4 separate regions of the Mus musculus genome follow, and regions 1, 3 and 4 are each linked to region 2. A link is a contact called in public HiChIP or PLAC-seq data. All regions are on one chromosome and are shown on one strand. Each heading gives the region's core, a stretch centred on a gene start, on an enhancer-like site or on the middle of the called end of the contact. The rest is flanking DNA. Distances are from core to core; before and after follow the strand shown. Region 1 has its middle 29 kb from the start of Timm8a2. Region 2 overlaps Dock9 (dedicator of cytokinesis 9). Region 3 overlaps Ubac2 (ubiquitin associated domain containing 2). Region 4 overlaps Ubac2 (ubiquitin associated domain containing 2).

Evidence for each region. HiChIP or PLAC-seq counts read pairs in DNA pulled down with a chosen protein or histone mark.
Region 1: an H3K27ac HiChIP or PLAC-seq map of large pre-B cells shows a contact between it and region 2, with 4 times the contacts expected there. The contact joins two enhancer-like sites. A contact is called at or near these places in 1 of 15 datasets of contacts at CTCF or cohesin (large pre-B cells), 7 of 484 Hi-C or Micro-C datasets (B cells, the N1E-115 cell line, cerebellum and 2 more), 4 of 115 datasets of contacts at active chromatin or transcription factors (astrocytes, large pre-B cells, memory CD8 T cells and 1 more) and 1 of 9 other capture datasets (adipose tissue).
Region 3: a contact with region 2 is called in an H3K27ac HiChIP or PLAC-seq map of microglia, with 5 times the contacts expected there. The contact joins two enhancer-like sites. A contact is called at or near these places in 2 of 39 promoter capture datasets (liver and pre-B cells) and 1 of 115 datasets of contacts at active chromatin or transcription factors (microglia).
Region 4: a contact with region 2 is called in an H3K27ac HiChIP or PLAC-seq map of microglia, with 5 times the contacts expected there. The contact joins two enhancer-like sites. A contact is called at or near these places in 2 of 115 datasets of contacts at active chromatin or transcription factors (memory CD8 T cells and microglia) and 1 of 9 other capture datasets (pancreatic islet).

The regions. Positions count from the first base shown.
Region 1 is chr14:122,062,600-122,065,299 of GRCm38.p6, reverse strand. No RefSeq gene overlaps it. Among named protein-coding and RNA genes, the nearest start is that of Timm8a2, 29 kb to the right of the region's middle. Within about 2 kb of position 1,434, at least 71 of the 459 cell types and tissues checked have an H3K27ac peak or open chromatin away from gene starts, as enhancers often do.
Region 2 is chr14:121,599,346-121,602,045 of GRCm38.p6, reverse strand. It overlaps Dock9 (dedicator of cytokinesis 9), which reads left to right. Exons shown (of 54, transcript NM_001081039.1): 34 at 2,225-2,358. Among named protein-coding and RNA genes, the nearest start is that of Slc15a1, 95 kb to the right of the region's middle. Within about 2 kb of position 1,320, at least 6 of the 459 cell types and tissues checked have an H3K27ac peak or open chromatin away from gene starts, as enhancers often do. A contact at or near this core is called in microglia, where this site is marked.
Region 3 is chr14:121,957,552-121,960,251 of GRCm38.p6, reverse strand. The region is part of intron 4 of Ubac2 (ubiquitin associated domain containing 2); the gene reads right to left. The region is part of intron 1 of Gpr183 (G protein-coupled receptor 183); the gene reads left to right. Among named protein-coding and RNA genes, the nearest start is that of Gpr183, 6.3 kb to the left of the region's middle. Within about 2 kb of position 1,366, at least 52 of the 459 cell types and tissues checked have an H3K27ac peak or open chromatin away from gene starts, as enhancers often do. A contact at or near this core is called in microglia, where this site is marked.
Region 4 is chr14:122,008,395-122,011,094 of GRCm38.p6, reverse strand. It overlaps Ubac2 (ubiquitin associated domain containing 2), which reads right to left. Exons shown (of 9, transcript NM_026861.2): 8 at 2,182-2,304. Among named protein-coding and RNA genes, the nearest start is that of Gm33473, 15 kb to the right of the region's middle. Within about 2 kb of position 1,409, at least 121 of the 459 cell types and tissues checked have an H3K27ac peak or open chromatin away from gene starts, as enhancers often do. A contact at or near this core is called in microglia, where this site is marked.

The DNA of each region.
Region 1 (2,700 bases), core at 185-2,684, 460 kb before region 2:
TGTGTGTGTGAGTGTGTGTGTTTTCAGATACACTTGCTTGGGATTCACTAGACGCCAACTGTCCTCTGTCGCTCTCCACTGTACTTCCTGACCCGGGGTCTCTCACTGAACCTGGAGCTCACTGCTTCAGCTACACTGGCAGGTGAGGCCCTGGGATCAGTCTTTTCCCTCCTCCAGTGCTGGGGTCCAGGCACCAGGCACTCACTGCACATGGCTTGGGCAGCAAGCACTTTACCCACGGAACCACTGCCCCAGCTCTGTTCTTTGTGTATCTGCACACTGCCCACTGTTCTACAGAACTTAGAAATTACAGGTAGCTCCAGCTAGAGGATATTTTGGTTTAAAACAACTTCAGTACCAAATGCTCATGCGATCACTGGGGAAAATGGTAGGAAATATTTAGTTCAACAAGTAAACAGGATAGCAGGCTTGAAGATGATTCCACATTTTGATCACAGTGCATTCTAAGAGTAACCTGAATTGAGAGAGGACGTTTCTGTATCTGTGCCTGAGTGAAACGCAGTAGAAGAGGTTGAAGTACCAGTCTTTGCACAGGTCCTCTGGTGCCCTCTTCTGATCAGATGTGGTACTGAAGCCCAGGCTGAAGTGGGTGGGCCCCTTGGGGTTTTGTAAGGGTCCCCCTCCCAAAAGGCCACACTTCTGTTAAACCTTCTGCAAGCAGACTAAGGACTTGGTCAGAACCTCATGACTGTGAGGAGATGAAATGTTGCAAAGTTATCTTGGGCTAGCTTTGGCCCCTGTAGTTGCTACTCATTGCAGATCTGTCTGACATAACACTCTTGTGACCTTCCAGTGTAGCCTTTGGGATGCATGAACAGACCACAAGCCTACATTGTCCCTAAGGTTGAGAATGTGACAGAGCATGCAGCGCTCCCTTCAGCATGGTGAGACCCACAGCAGACATGTCCCCATTTTGCTGTAACACAGGTAAACATGCCTCCACCAATGGATTTGGAAGAGCTTTAGGGGTTTTTCCTGTACTTATAAGAACATGCCATGTATGAACAGTATTTGGGGCAACTTGAATCCATCTTCACAGGCCTTAGTCATGCATTTTGCCTTCAGAATTAACTACTTCTTATTCCCTTTGAGGTGAGAACTGTACTGTGTGTGGATAGAGTTCTGGTAAAGCCAGCGGGACATTTCCTTGGAATAATGTTTGTAAATGCCTAAAGTAAAGCAAAGAGTGGATGAATTACTGTATGGAAATACAGAGACACTAGCACTGGAGTGCAGAATAAACGTGTTTGTGATTTAATAACTTATTAAACAATTAGTAAATTATAATTTCAAAGTTATGAGACATTAAACATAAAAAAGGAGAAATGTTCAGATCTCTATAGCAATGGCAATCTGTATGTAAACACCTGTGGTTTTTGCCAGCGGAAAAGCAGTAGAGGATGTGTTGAGGAAGTTCTCACAGCTGCCAATAACAATACACCACAAACAGGGTGGCTTAAAGTGAGATTTTCATGCTCCTGCTCGCCTGGGAGATGAAGTTCTAAACTCTAGGTGTAGTCAGGACCATGCTCTCTCCAGGGCTCCTGTTTCATCCAGCTTCCGGTGAGCCTGGGATTTCCATGGCTCATGGCTAGACTACTCCATCTTTGCTTCTGTCTTCATGGACTTGTCTATATAGCTTTCATTATGACACGGGACATCCTGAACGGTACCCAGGGAACAGCTATTTCAAGGCAATAAGCATTCACTGTGGTCACTGTGTCCTGCTGTGATCAGAGAGGATGCCCTCGCTGCTGAGCAGGATCCAGACAGCATTGTCAGGTAGCATGGTGCTTTGTGCGATCAACCCCAGGCTTCTAGCATTCCAGAGATCAAGGCAAAGCAGAGACATTTAGATAGGAAGAGTATCTTGTACTGAGGCTTGTAGAACTTGGTTTGGGTCTAGGATGTTGGGAGAATGAGAACCATCAAGACAAATATCAGATGTCAGGAACAGAATAAGATGAAATAAAACCCCAGAAAGATGTTTGATACATAGCTTAAAAGTTGCACTATTTTATTAAGTACACACACACAGAGCCACCTTGGCCATTGTAACATAAGCTAGGGTCATATGAAGAAGAGAACCTCGGTGGGAAAATGCTTCCACAATACTGGCCCATAGGCAACCCTAGGCATTTTCTTGAGTAGTGATTGATGTCGGAAGGCCCAGTCCACAGTGGACAGTGCCACCTTCAGCAGGCAGTCCAGAGATGTCTACGAAAGCAGGCTGAGCCCGTCATGAGGAGGGAGCCAGAGAGCAGCATTTCTTCAGTTCGTGCTTCTAGGTTCCGGCCCTACTCAGTGACTATAAAGTGCAAGATGAAATAAACCTTTTCCTCTCCAGGTTGGGTTGGGTCAGAATTTTTATCACAACAACTTCTCAAGAGGCACACACCACAGTGCTTTACTTTTGACGTAGGTGTTTGAGATTTGAATTTCAATTTTGGATGGCAAGTGAACCTTACTTACTCACTGAGCCACCTGTCCAGCCTGAAGAATTAAAAAAAAATTTTTTTTTTACTTTTTTGTTTTATGTGTATGACTTTTGGCTGTGTGTACATGGGCGCATCGTATGCATGACTGGTGCCAACAGAGGGCAGGAGAGGGCATCGGATCCCAGGAACTAGAGTCATGGGTAGTCGTGAACTGCTGTACCAATATGGAGAATGGTGCTCA
Region 2 (2,700 bases), core at 71-2,570:
AACAGCACAATACACATACTGAGAACAAATGAGCATTTGTGTTTGTTTGCCTTAAATTAGGAGTACAGTTTGGAATTGGTTTGAAAGTCTGAGAGTGGTGGGTATAGCGTCCATTTCTTGACCCCTTTGGTCTGACTTTCGTGTCCTGCTTCCACTCTGAGCTAAGGTTGTTTTAAGAGAATCATCATTACTATGTGGCCCTAGCACGCACTTCTTTTCTCTCCCTTTAGAAAAGCTGTCACCCGGGCTGGTGAGATGGCTCAGTGGGTAAGAGCACCCGACTGCTCTTCAGAAGGTCTGAAGTTCAAATCCCAGCAACCACATGGTGGCTCACAACCACCCGTAATGAGATCTGATGCCCTCTTCTGGTGTATCTGAAGACAACTACAGTGTACTTACATATAATAAATAATAAATAAATAAATCTTTAAAAAAAAAAAAAAAAAAAAAAAAAGAAAAGCTGTCACCCATCCCTGTGACAGGAAAATGCTCGTCGGGAGGGAGAAGGATTCATATGCATATCACATATCTTTAATCAAGTTAATTAAACATCATCTCCAGGTTGTCTGAGAGTAGCATTAGCCATGAAATTTAAAAGTCAGACAGCTAAGAGACATAGAAAAACAGAGGTGGCTTGTTTTATCTGTCCATCCATCCGTCTGCCCATCCATTCATCTGTCCATCTGTCCTCTGTAGAAGTGTCCTAGCCTTTGTACAGAGCCCAATTTCATACTGAAATCTACAATGGCCTGTTGTGAGTTGGATCTCTTCTAACGCTGTCTGCAGAGCCTGGGCTTCCTGCTGAAGGTTGTTGGTTCACAGGATGTCAAATCCAAAGAGTCGTTTTTAGAGTGAAATTTATTCAATCTTATCTAAGCAGGAAGCCAATTAGTTACTTTAGAAAGTCTCCATAGTTCAAAGCTGGAGGCCAGTTTCTACCTTCAAATACTGTTGTTTCATGCATGTCAAAATGTTGTTTCCCAGTGAGAGTTCCTTCCTTCCTCTTGGAACAGACACAGCCAGATACTTTCAGTTTACAGATTAAGGGTGGATCTAACTGTCATAATAATTTTTTATCGTATCTCCAAATCAAAACTAATAACATTGTTTATCAGAATTGACTTGTCTGTATACAGTTCTGTTTATTCAGGCCTTAAAAAACAAACAATACTTAATACCCCAGCAACTTAGTAGGCCTTTCACAGACAATATGCGTAAGTTCCTGGGGAAATACTTGCATTTGTGGCTCCAGGCTGTTAGTCGTAGGTTGCTCATGCTTGGTGGATGGATGCTCAGCCTCTATACTTTGACTTCTTGTCTTCACTTCCTGTTTCACTTCACTTGCTTTTTATCACAGCAAAATACCAAGACAGCCCCTCTATAGAAATGGAGTTTCCAGCCAGCGCCAGGTGTCACCCTGGGTCCTTAGATTTTTTCAGAGTGTCTTGTCACACTTCTGGGAATATCCAGGGGCAGTTTGCCATACAGGTCGTATACTATAGGTTTATGATACAGTTTCCCATCTTTTGCTTAAATGGTTGAGATGGATTTATCCTTTTTTTCTTCTTGAATTCTACTCTGAAACAATATATACTACAATAATGTAAGTTACAATAATACAAATATAATATATGAAATAATGAAAAAATATATTCTATAATAATGTATGACATAATGCAAATAATGTATATTTGAGCAAAGACAGCTCCAGTAAGTGGATTAGCCATGTTTCATATGTGTCTGAGCAAAGACAGCTCCAGTAAGTAGATTAACCATGTTTCATATGAAATGTCATTTTGATGTCTCCCGTACTCACCTGGTTCTTGGAAGGGTGATGTAATGAGAGACTGGAGAGGTGGCTCAGTGGTCACGAGCATTTGCTGCTCTTGCAGAGGACCCAGGTTCAGTTCCCAGCACCCACAACCACATGTAACTCCAGTTTCAGGGCATCTAACACCTTCTGGCCTCCACAGACACTGCACACACATGGTACAGTGTGTACCATACATACATATATGCATATATATATATATATATATATATATATCTCAAACTTACACATAAAATAAAAAAAAATAAAGGCAAAATTGTTGAGTACAACTCTCGAGCCATATGACCTTATAAAAAATTAATGGCCACAAAAACACTTCCTCTTAAAATTTAGTATTTATTTTTATTTTGTGCTCTCTAACAAAAACTTGGTCTTGCTTTAATTTCCTCTTAGCTTCTCCGTATACAGCCTCAACCCCCAACATCAACAGCGTGAGAAATGCCGACTCAAGAGGCTCTCTCATTAGCACGGACTCAGGGAACAGCCTTCCAGACAGGAACCCCGAGAAGAGCAACTCTCTGGATAAGGTGATTTCTTTTCGCTTAAAACAGGGTTTCTGATCTCTAATGGGGGTAGCCAGTGTAACCCGCTTCACGTTCTGCTGTTTATTACATGTGACCTTCTGTGTGTTTTTAAATACCGTAGCCAGCACGCTGTAGATGACAGGGCTTCTGCTAGGATTGTGACTCAGTCATTGTCTCTGTGTGTTAGGTCGCTGCTGGTAATGACAGCAGATCCTTCTTCACGTCAGGCAGGCATGCGTCCTGGAGCTCCCGTATCCATGGAGTCCTCTCAAACCCTGATCTCATTTCCTGGGTCTCAGATCCAGACAGTGTTTATGTGAAGCAGGGGAGAGCAAACGATTCTGG
Region 3 (2,700 bases), core at 117-2,616, 360 kb before region 2:
CTAACATTTATTCTGAGAATTGTTGATGCCTTAAGTAAAAAAGGGAGACAAAGTTAGGATGACAGGAAAGCTGAAGGATCAAATGTTACATTACAGACACAGGGCAGACTGTGCAGCTTAGCAGGGAAATCAGAGAATGACAAGATGGCTTCCAGGGAAGTGGAGGTTTGGGGGTAGACCACACCATTTTATACGTTCATAGTTTCAGTAGTTTTAGTCTACATATGCTAAATCTGGGAACATAGAAACAGTACCTCTTTAATATTTGAGGGTTTAGAGCTGAAGGATAGATACACAATGCCACAAATGCCCCGCTCTTCAGGAAGGTCAACCCTGAAGAACAATTAATTCCATTTCATGCAGCCCAGTTACTATCTGTGCTCCTGGGGAAAGATGTCATCATCTTGATTTCGGTCCCTGAGTGTGTGGAATGTAGTCAAGTGTACAATGTCATCAAAAGCACTGCACTGAAACTATTATTCTTATAAATGTTAGTGTTCTAAGGGAAACAGATCTAAGACACACTCTGTGGGCTTCCCCCTATGTGTTCACTGACATATTACAGTACTTTCAGGTTTAACTCAGGCACACATGTGTATACAGGTATATTTTGTATATGTGTTTACATACGTATTCTAAACTTATCAGAAGCTACTGCCTAAGAATAATTAAAATGAGAAATAATTAAAGTGCATTAAAGTGTAAGTTATACTCTGAGTGATGGAAAGGAGAAGCTGAGATCCAGACCGGACACTGGGTGCACGAGGAGGAAGACAAGCAGCAGGGCTGAGCCACACGGCACGCCAGCCCCACACTGTCTCTCTCTCTCTTCAGTTGTAAACCCTCTCGTTCTGCATTCCCGGGATCCAGCACATGTAGACTAAAAGCACTAAAAGTACTGTTTGCTAAAAGTGTGAAGCTATCTTAAGCCTCACGAGAGTAATCCAGAAGATGATTAAAGGAAAGAACAAATTCTAACTCTGAAGACATATAATAAATTGAGATTTATTGCCTTAGGAATTGGGTAACAGCAGCCAAGGATGTGAAAGGACTTTCCTCTTAATGTGGAGATAATAAAGTGTACTGAAATGACAGCATTGAGAACACAGGGAAGACAGAAACACGAACTGAGGGAAATGTAGACTCAATCCCCAGAAGCTGCTAAGTATCCAACAGGAGCCTGTTTTCAAGCCGTCTCCATCTGCTTTCTGAGGCCAGGTTCTGACCTATCCTACTTACATGTCCATACTCTAAAAGTGCTGCCTTTGGCTGGCTCTGGTCCAACAGTGGTCACTCAAGATCCCTGTCCCAGTCTTGTGTGGGACTGGCTTGCCCTGCTTTAGGGAAGGTTGCCCCATCTACCCTGTGGGAGCTAACCACATATGTCATGCTGTCTGTACTCTGAAACCACAATCTCTCAGTTCTTTAAGGGCTCATGAGACAGCTGCTCCTCAAAGGACTGAAGGGAGCACCACATAGAAGGACCCAACGTGATATTTAACTCCTCAGACCCATATGAGGTCCTCATCAGACAGGACTTAAAGGTAGGCAGGCAGAGTAAGTGAGAGCACAAATGTGGAATAAGCTGTGAAGAACACTGGGTGATGATGCTCTTGCAAGAAGAGCAAAATAACATTGCTTCCTCCAATTAACAAGATCATTACCTTACTTCAGTCAATCTATGTTCACTGTTCTGAATTTAGGCTGTATGGATACAAGTCCCCAATCACTCATACAGTATTACCTGTTGGCACATATAATATCCAAGCAGGCATCTTTCTGTGTGCTTGTGTGCATTCTCCCTCAGAGTACCAAGTCATGCAATCAGCTTTCCTTAACATACTTCCAGCCAAGAAACAGTCTGGCTTTGCCACTTTCACATGCCACAGCACGGTTGAACCACTCAACGTCTGCAAGTCATCTACTGAGAGAATCTGAGCTGTTCACACTTTTGCATCTTCCTGTTACAGCCAACACTGGGTAGAATACCCCCATACCTGAACAATTTGAAATCACTCCCATTTTTAGCTGTACCAGATGCTAAGGCACAGTTCACAGGCTCACCCAGGCATCATGTGCAGGCTGACACACAACAGCTGCCCTCCCCTCTCTTATGTTGGGGTGGCTCTCCTCATCTTTACAGTACGGTTAACATGGAGATGCTGCAACTCCACCACCACCACCACAAACACACACACACACACACACACACACACACACACACACACAAACACACACACAGACATAGACACACACACACACATAGACACACACATACACAGAAAGAGACACACAGACACACACACACACACACACACACACACACACACACACACACCAATGTTTGAGGTCACATCTCATGAACTTGCTATGAAAAACTCCTCAAAAGTGGAAAGTAAGATTTTCAGGAAGAAAAATCCTCACAAAAGTTAGAAACTTCTGTCAACTCTGCCAGAGTTGTTGGTGCCGGCTCCTCAGAGCCAAGGCTTGTCTACAAGCTGCACTCACACCGTGGCTACACCCTGCCTCCAGAACACAGCGGCAGAAGGCAGGCCTTACGTGAATGGGCGGCTTTCCTGTGCTTTTTTATTTCATTAATTTCACAGCTGACAAATGGGCTCCTCCAAGACTTAAGTGATACAGCAAACTTCTATTTTCAATCTTTCTTTTTATTTTAAGCATCTTAAACATCTCTGAAGT
Region 4 (2,700 bases), core at 160-2,659, 410 kb before region 2:
GAGAGATGAACTCTGGCAGGCCAGACGCACTGCATATCTTTAATCCCAGCAAGAGGCAGAAGCAGAAGGATTATGCATTGAGATGAGCCTGCACTTCAAGTGAGGCCCTGTCTAAAAATATAATAAGCAAATAAAAAAGAACTCTGGCTGCACATCTGTTCCTCTGTCGCCCAAACCTAACGGAGTTAGTGAAACACAAGCCTGAGGCAAGAGACTCCCAGACAAAAGGGCCGACTGACCGACTGTTAGCCCAAGGTGGCCAGTTGACAGCGCTCTCCCAAAAGCACCTGCCCAGGCCTATGGCAGGGCTGTGGGCAGACCTTCTGAGTTACAGAGCATGCCAGGACAGCAGACACTTTGGTCTGAGGCTGGCCTGGTGGTGCAGCCAGCTGTGGAACCAGTTGTGGAAGCAAGCTGCACAGGCAGAGGGATATTTCAAGTGTTATCACGGCAATGTTTTGGACTGAAACAAAATTTAAAATGCTTTTTCTCATTTGAAATAATTTCAAACGTGAAGCTTCAGAAGTTCCCTAAAAATCCTGCTGGCTCCTCACCAAGAGCAGCTGCCATGATTTGTCGAGTTGCTTCATCATCTCCTGAGCCACTGTTAATGCAGCTGGAAAAGCTGGAGTCCGACACTAATAACCTCATCCACCCACAGTCCACACCATCAGCTGACTGACTAACGGCTTTCACTGCAGACTTCTCTCCCAGCGCATTCAGACCATAGACGTCAGCTAGGTGGAGGGAGCAGCCTCCTCATTCCCTTTACCTGTAGCACTTCCTGACATTCTAATTTATGAGCAATACAGGCTTATATGAAGAAATCAGGCTATAAAGAATAAACAATACTTTACTCAGGTCCCTCAGGTTGCGTAAAGTGCTGTATTTTGAATCCCTTTCATTGCATAAATACAGTGCTTCTTTGTTCCATTATTGGTGATGTTAGTTTTGATAATTGGGTGGGACCCGATTTCTTTACTATGTGGATGTTATTGTCCTTGTGTAGCAAGTATCTTATCGATGAGGAGATAGTGTGAAAATATAGAAACAGGCAGATTTTTCACATATTAAAGACTTTCCCTTGAATTAATGTTTATTATGGTTGTAAAGCTGTGGTTTCTAAGAAAACACTGTCCTTTCTACTATCTGGAAACATGCTCTTTCTTCTACATATTTCTGTAATATTTATCTATCAGCATCAGCACAGCGATCTGAATGAGAAGAGTCTCTCATAGTCTCAGGCACATGAACACCCTGGTTCCCAGTTAGTGACACTGTTTGCGGAGGTTTAGGCGGTGAAGCCTTGCTGGAGGAAGTGTGTCACTGAGGGTGGGATCTGGAATTGAAAGCCTCACTCTGCTTCCAGTTTGTTCTCTGAGCTTAGTGCCTCTGTCTGAACACGTGAAACACAACTTCCTGCTTCTGCTGCCCTGCTTTCCACTGCTGCTAGACCTCCCCGACAGCGAGACTTACCACAGTGGAACCATGGGTGCGCGCGCGCGTGCGCGCACACACACACACACACACACACACACACACACACACACACACAAAGAACCCATGCTATGCTAATTTCATTTCTCCCTCAGTGGCAGAATTACAGCTCCTGAACCACTGAAAATTAACCAAAGAAAAAGCTTAAGACTTGTTTAAAAAAAAAAACCAAAACATAAAAGTAAAAGCCTCACAGAGGTGCTGCTCTTTTCCTACCTCCTCTCAACCCTGGGACTCCAGACCCTTCCCGCCTTAGCCTTCTACACAGCAGGATGACAGGTGTGTGTAGGGAGCTAAGGTACAAGGAGTACATGCTCCCGTGTGCGTGCGTGTTCCCACGAGCCTGCCCCTGCACAGGTCAACCTTCTGTGTCCTTCCTGAGCTACTGACCACCTAGTTTTTTGAGATAAGACCATCTTTTTGCTGAAACCCGAGTTCTGCCAATTAGGCCAGCCTGGATTGCCTAAGCAAGCCCTAAGACCATCCTATCTCTGTCGTCCCAGAACTGGGGTTACAATGTTGGCATTATTAATGGGTTCTGGAGATCCAGCTCTGGTCCTCAGGCTTGCATGGCAGGCACTTTATCATCTCTACAGTCCCCTAATCAAGCTTTTATTTCTTGCTGGTCCAAACTGCTTCAAGCCTGCAGCGTGGATTGGACTGAGTACGGGTGTCACTGGTTACCTGCTCTTCAGAAACTTCCAGGGGAGGAGATGCTCGCTGCTCAGACCGAGGTCCATCTTGATAGTTGATATTTCGTCGCTGACGTAAAGGGGGGAAAAGCCGGTTCCAATTGATCATTCCTCCCTACAAAGAGAGCAACACAGGTCAGTCAGGAAAGCAGCAGATACCTGCAGTGCCTAGGGAGCCTTCCTAGAGGCAGTCAGAGCCCCAGCTGGGAAATGAAACCACTCTCAACCAAGAGGATAAAGCCAGCCCCTGCCACAGGCACAGGAGAGAAAAGGCTCCAGGTCGTGTGAAGTGTTTTGTGTGGCTGGCACAAGGTGGCAAAAATGCAGACTAGACCTCCTAAACAGCCTCAGCCTCACGGACCCAACACTGGCCATGGCCACAGCCATATCTTAAGAGTTCAAGGTTCTGCAGGGTGCCATGGAGACACAGACATGGATAAGGAAATAAGAAGAAAGCCACTGCTTCAGACACTACCAGCCCGTGCTCTATGTACTCATTTCTGAGCGTCTG